Linked DNA regions of Pan troglodytes: region 1 is linked to region 2. Evidence: chromatin contacts called from public HiChIP or PLAC-seq data. All regions are on one chromosome and are shown on one strand. Each heading gives the region's core, a stretch centred on a gene start, on an enhancer-like site or on the middle of the called end of the contact. The rest is flanking DNA. Distances are from core to core; before and after follow the strand shown. Region 1 holds the start of ADCY1 (adenylate cyclase 1). Region 2 holds the start of RAMP3 (receptor activity modifying protein 3).

Region 1 (2,700 bases), core at 76-2,575, 420 kb before region 2:
GAGCCGAAGTCCTTTCCCACCACCCATATACTCCCCTCGGGTCCGCAGGGCTGGGAGGCGAGCCCAGCACGCGCTCTAGGTGCGCAAGGGAAGAGCCCAGCGCTGCGCGCAGAGTCGGCCTTGGAGCTTGCCCTGGGGGTCTGCTCTCCTCGCCCACTTTCAGTCCCTCTGTGGAGATGGGTGCGGCAAAAGACCGGCGGAACCCTCTGGCCGCCGTCTGGCCGCTCATCAGCTCCCTGACCTTGGCCAAACCTTTCTCTCTCCACACCTGTCTCCCCTCTCCACACTTCACGCCAGGGGCGCTTCGTGGATTGTAACTCTGAAGAGAGCCCTGGCCGGAGGGTGCCAGCCCCGACTGCGTCCCCAACTCGCAAGAGTGACCTTGAACACACCCCCACTCGGAGCCTCAGTGTCCCCACCCGCCGCATAGGAAAAAGCGCGCCCGACTCCGGGCAATCCCAGCATCGTCCCAGCAAGTGTGTCCGAGACCAGATGAGGGGTGCGCGGCTGCACTTACCGTCCTCCAGAGACGTGGGCGCTTGGCGGGGACCAAGGTGGCTGTGACCAGCAAGTGCGACGCAGCCACCACGAGCCCAAAGCCGATGGCCAGCAGGCTGCGCACGGGCAGCAAGGCATAGGACACGAAGGTGACCAAAAGGAGCTGCCAAACCCCTTGTTCGGCGGTCGCTGGCCCCCCAGCGGCCCCGGCGGAACCCCGGGCGGGGCCGCCCAGCGCGAAAGGACAGCAGAGCAGCGCGAAGGTGAGGCTGAAGAGCAGCGCCAGCTGGCCGACCTGCTGCAGCTGGGGCACCTGCAGGGACCGGACGTTGGTTACCACGAGCAGCGCCAGGAAGAGGACGCAGTGCACCGGGTGCGAGCCCTTGGCCAGGCCGGGTGCGGGCCCCGGCGCGCCCAGCAGCTCGGCCAGCGCCAGCGCGCCCGCCAGCAGGCTGAGAACGGCCAGCGCCTTCAGCGTGGCCGCCTGCTCCAGCCGCAGCGTGTAGCCGCGGAACAGCGCCTCCAGCTCTGGGCAAGCGAACTCCTCGTTGCACGCCCGGAGCCCGCGCCGGCGGCTTGGCCCGGCCGCCCGCTCGGCGCCCCCGGGCTCGCCCGCGCCGCCTCCGCCGCCGCCTCCGCCGCGCGGCGCCCCCGCCATCTCAGCGCCATGCAGCGGCCGCGGCCGCGGGCGCGCCCCTCGCCGGCCCGGGGCGCCGGGGCGCGGGCGGCGGCGCCGGGGCGGGCGGGCGGCGGGCGGCGAGGCGCCGGGGCGCGGGGCGGGCGGAGTTGGGGCGCCGGCTGCCCCGCGCGCGCGCCCGGAGCGCGTCCCCTCCCGCCCGCCGCGCCTGCGCACTGGAGCCCGCCCGCGCCCCGACCGTGGTCCTCGGCGGCGACCGCGCTGCGACAGCCGAGCCCCGGGAGCCGCGAACCTGGGCGCGCACAGCCCGCGCCCCAACTCCGCGTCCTGCGTTCCCGCCCGCCGGAGGAGCCGCGTGACCTCGAGTACCCTCCTTGTCCCCTCCGAGCCTCAGTTTCCCCACCGTGCACAGTGGAACCCACCCTCTTGGCGTCACCTGGGGAGTCGAAAATACTGAAATCCTGCGAAATTCCCTGTTGCGGGGCAGTTAATCTTGGAAAATATGTGCCTTCCCCCCCTCAATAAAACCAGGCCACTAGATTTGAGAGGGGCCCGCGTCTGACTGCGAACCCAGGGCCCTCGCCCCTACGAGACGGAGAATCGACGTCCAAGAATCCCCGGGATCAGGAGGAAGGTGGAGGCCTGGGGCGTACGTCCCTTCCATGCGCATGAGGGACCCCCCGCCCCTCGGCAATTCTTCCCTAAGCTCTAGGGTCGCGGAGACCCTGTGGGCGGGTGCGGGCTGCGGGAGCTGTGCTGGGGAGGCGGAGGTGGTGAAGTCCAAGAAACAAAGTCCTGGGAGTCGGCCCGAGGGATTCCTCCTGGGTACTGAACTGAACCAGGATGGGCTCCTGGCAGTGCTGTGTCCCGGGAAGAAGGTGTGAGGCTGTAGGTGCAGAAATGGGGCAAGAGATGAAAGGAAAAGGGGCGCTGCTGTTTGCCTTAACGATTAGCTGGATACCCGAGAGAGAGCGAAACGTTTTCTTCTAGCAGGACAATTGGGAGGGAAGGACCCGCTGGCCCATGGGGGTTAAAACCCGCGAGTCGAATTCCACTGCTTACATTCATTCACTATGAGGGAGACAACTTTGTGCTGGTGCTTCAAGTACATGATGTCATTTGGTGCTCAGACGGCCCCTGGGCTGCCTGCATCCCCCTTACAGTGAGGATCTCTCATGATCAGCTCCCTCCAAGGGGCCTAGAGAGGAGTAGCCACTGCAAGAACCCCTGCCTCCTCCGTTATCCCGGCTGCTTCTCGTCCCCTTAATATGGATAGACCAGGAACTGGGATCCCATGAAATAATGGAGACCAGGAGGCTAGGCCCCCTGCAGAAGGCCCCACTCCCAGAAACCCGGATTTAAGGCATCTCGCCCAGGCATTGGTCTATTTTAGAAATGCCCCAGGGATTCATTAACTCTCAGGGATTCCACGTGTTGTTATACAGAACAAAGGTTAGAATTTGAGGCATTTCCATTTTATCTGGAATTGGTGTCAGGTTGAACCATACAAAATTGCCATTTTTGTAAAAGAGCCAAAGTTGTCACATGTCAGCTCTTTCATATGC
Region 2 (2,700 bases), core at 59-2,558:
ATTGAGAGGACCTTCCTTCCACTATAGCGACCAAGATCTCCACCTAAGGGGCGCTCACTGGAAGTTTGCTGAAATCCCAAATCAGCATGCTCCTGATTTCAGAAGCTGCCATGCACCTGATTTCAGAAGCTGCCATGCACCTTTGCACTTCAACACAAAATCCACCACCTCCTAGGCTCCAGCCCTGGAACACCCAATGAAGCCACACATGTTCTGCACACCAAGACCTCTTCAATGGAAGGAAAATGACCACTGAGTTTGGTCCACCCTTTTCCCACCTCCCGTACCAAATCCCAAATCATCAAAACAGGCCCAACTCTGCATCTTACAGCCAGGGAAACTGGGGACCACCAGGCCAGGGCCCTCCATCACCAGTGTCCCCCCCAGAACTGGCCAGGCTCAGTCACCACTTAGTGGACCCCAGCCCTCAGCAAGCACTCTTCCCCAACAGCCTTTACACACGTTCTCTCTCTCTCTCTCTCTCTCTCTCTCTCTCTCTCTCTCTCTCTCTCTCTCTCTTACTTTTTCTTGGATAATTTCTTTAGCAAGGTACTTCAAAACAAGTTTTAGTTTCATCTATTTCCATTTTGTGAGCAATGGCTCTTCCTGGAGTCCTGATTTCTTGCCGAAGAAGGCATTAGGAGAGGATGGCTCAGAGAGTCGCCCCGCTTCCCCTCTCAGCCAGTTCCAGGACACACACAGGCGTCCACACACTGAGGGGCCCTGGGAGGACCAGCTACCCGGTCCGGAGTCCACCCGCCCACGCCCCTGTGAGTGGTGGGCAGGCACTCAATGCCAGGACAGAGAGCTCACTACCTTACAGACAGCCCACCCTGGGGGATAAGGGGTAAAGAGCCAGACCTGGTCCACCTCTTCTCGCCCACCCTGAGGCGACCCCAGAACCGGGGCGTGGGGGGACATCACAACTAGGAGGACCGGGGGCTGCCGGACCCTGCCGTCAGAAGACCCCGGAGGGGGCCCTGTGCCTCCCTTGCCCGCCAGAGTCCTTCGCCTTCAGCTTCTCCCGGGTGGAACCCTCCCGCAGAGCCTGGGAATCCCGCCAGGGTCACTGTGCGCCCCTCCCGAGCTCCGGGGCAAGGGAAGGACCGCGGCGCAGGTGCGGGAAGGCGCGGGTCCACCCGGGTCCGGTGAACCCCGAGGAGTGGGGGCGCCCCCGGTGCGGGCCGACGCCCCCTTACCGCAGAGCAGCAGCAGCAACAGGAGAAGTTGCGGGCGGCGCAGCGCTCCAGTCTCCATGGCTGGCCGGCCGCAGCTGGGTCACGCTCGGTCCCGCTGGGGGCGCGGCTGGGGGACGCCCGGTTGGGGTTGGGGTGGGGCGGGGCCTCAGGGGGTCCGCCCTCAGGCCGCACCCCCAGACCACGCCTGCGGCCGTGCCCCGTTGCCTCCAGATGTGGGGTGCAGTCCCTGCAGGCGCGCCGGGTGGGAGGGATAGGGGCGGCTGGAGTCTGGGCTGGAATCTCAGCGGTGAGAGGGGGGCGAGGGCTGGGTTTCGAGCTGGGGACAAGCTGGGGTAAGGTGGGGTGCCGGCTGATGGGCTCTGAGGGCGGGGCTGGGGTGCTGAGCTGCAAAGGAGCTTTTTGGGAGCAGATTGTAGGGGCAGACTGGGAGGTGAGCTGGGGTGAGCGTGGGGGCCGGCTGACGGTGGGCTGGGATGCAGGCTGGAGAGACTTGGGGAACTTCCGTCCAGGCTGGGGGGCAGAGGGTGGGGGTAGACCGGGGAGGGAGCTGAGGTGAGGATGAAGCGCTGGCTGATGATGGCCTAGAGGAGGCTGGGGGTAGACTGGAGGAAGGTGGACCTGGGGGTGGGCTAGGTATGCCCTGGCCGAAAGTAGACCAGAGTCCAGAGCTGCCCCCAGGCAGGGAGGGGAACTTTGAGCAGAGATACATCTAGGAGCCAGGTCTCCAAAGGTCAGGAAAGTGCATAAAAGAGGTTGGGGTGTGTGTGTGTGTGTGTGCGTGTGTGTGTTGTTCATGGAGTACGTGTGTGTGATGTGCATGTGGGGTGTGTGTAGATGCATGTGTGTGCATGGAGTGTGTGATGTATGGTGTGTGTGTGGCATGTGTGTGTTTGAGTCTGAGACAAGGTGTGTTTGTGAGTGTATGCTTGGGAAACAGTGTGTATGAGAGAGACTGGAGGGTGTGGCAACTACACACACAGAGACGTATCACACACCAAGAACCAAGCCACAAGCAAACCAAGGGACAGGAGAGTATCTGGCACCACCAAAGACCTGGCCTTGAAGACTGTCAGGGTCCCTGAGGCGAAGGAGGGCCTCAGTTTCTCCAGCCACAGGTCACTTGGCCAGATGGGTCACCTCTGTCACCCTCAGCCCCTAGCACAGGCCCTGGCTCCAGTGGACACTTAATGGTGTCTTCAGAATTGTCACTGGTCAGGACTTCCGAGAGCCAGCTAGAGGCACCTCTCTGCCCTCCAGGGCCCACCCACCACCCCTGGGGGCACATGCTGGTCTGAGGTTGGGGCACAGGCCCAGACTCCTACATGGATGGGCCCTCCACTCCTCTGAGCCGTAGGTACTGCTACCTTCCCAGGAGCTGAGCTGACCTTCTCCTGGCTTAGAAAGACCCACTTTATTTAACAAGACCCTTATTCGGGAGCAGAACTTTCTGTGCTTTTTTACTGAAGAAATTCTGATTACAGCCAGAATTAATTCAAAGGAG

What was found. HiChIP or PLAC-seq counts read pairs in DNA pulled down with a chosen protein or histone mark.
Region 1: a contact with region 2 is called in an H3K4me3 HiChIP or PLAC-seq map of stem cell-derived excitatory neurons, with 17 times the contacts expected there. The contact joins the promoter of ADCY1 here to the promoter of RAMP3 in region 2. A contact is called at or near these places in 1 of 7 Hi-C or Micro-C datasets (stem cell-derived neural progenitor cells) and 1 of 1 datasets of contacts at active chromatin or transcription factors (stem cell-derived excitatory neurons).

Annotation. Positions count from the first base shown.
Region 1 is chr6:51,442,659-51,445,358 of NHGRI_mPanTro3-v2.0_pri, reverse strand. It overlaps ADCY1 (adenylate cyclase 1), which reads right to left and starts at 1,325. Exons shown (of 20, transcript XM_519081.8): 1 at 518-1,325. The coding sequence starts at 1,156.
Region 2 is chr6:51,025,547-51,028,246 of NHGRI_mPanTro3-v2.0_pri, reverse strand. It overlaps RAMP3 (receptor activity modifying protein 3), which reads right to left and starts at 1,308. Exons shown (of 3, transcript XM_001151180.7): 1 at 1,200-1,308. The coding sequence starts at 1,257.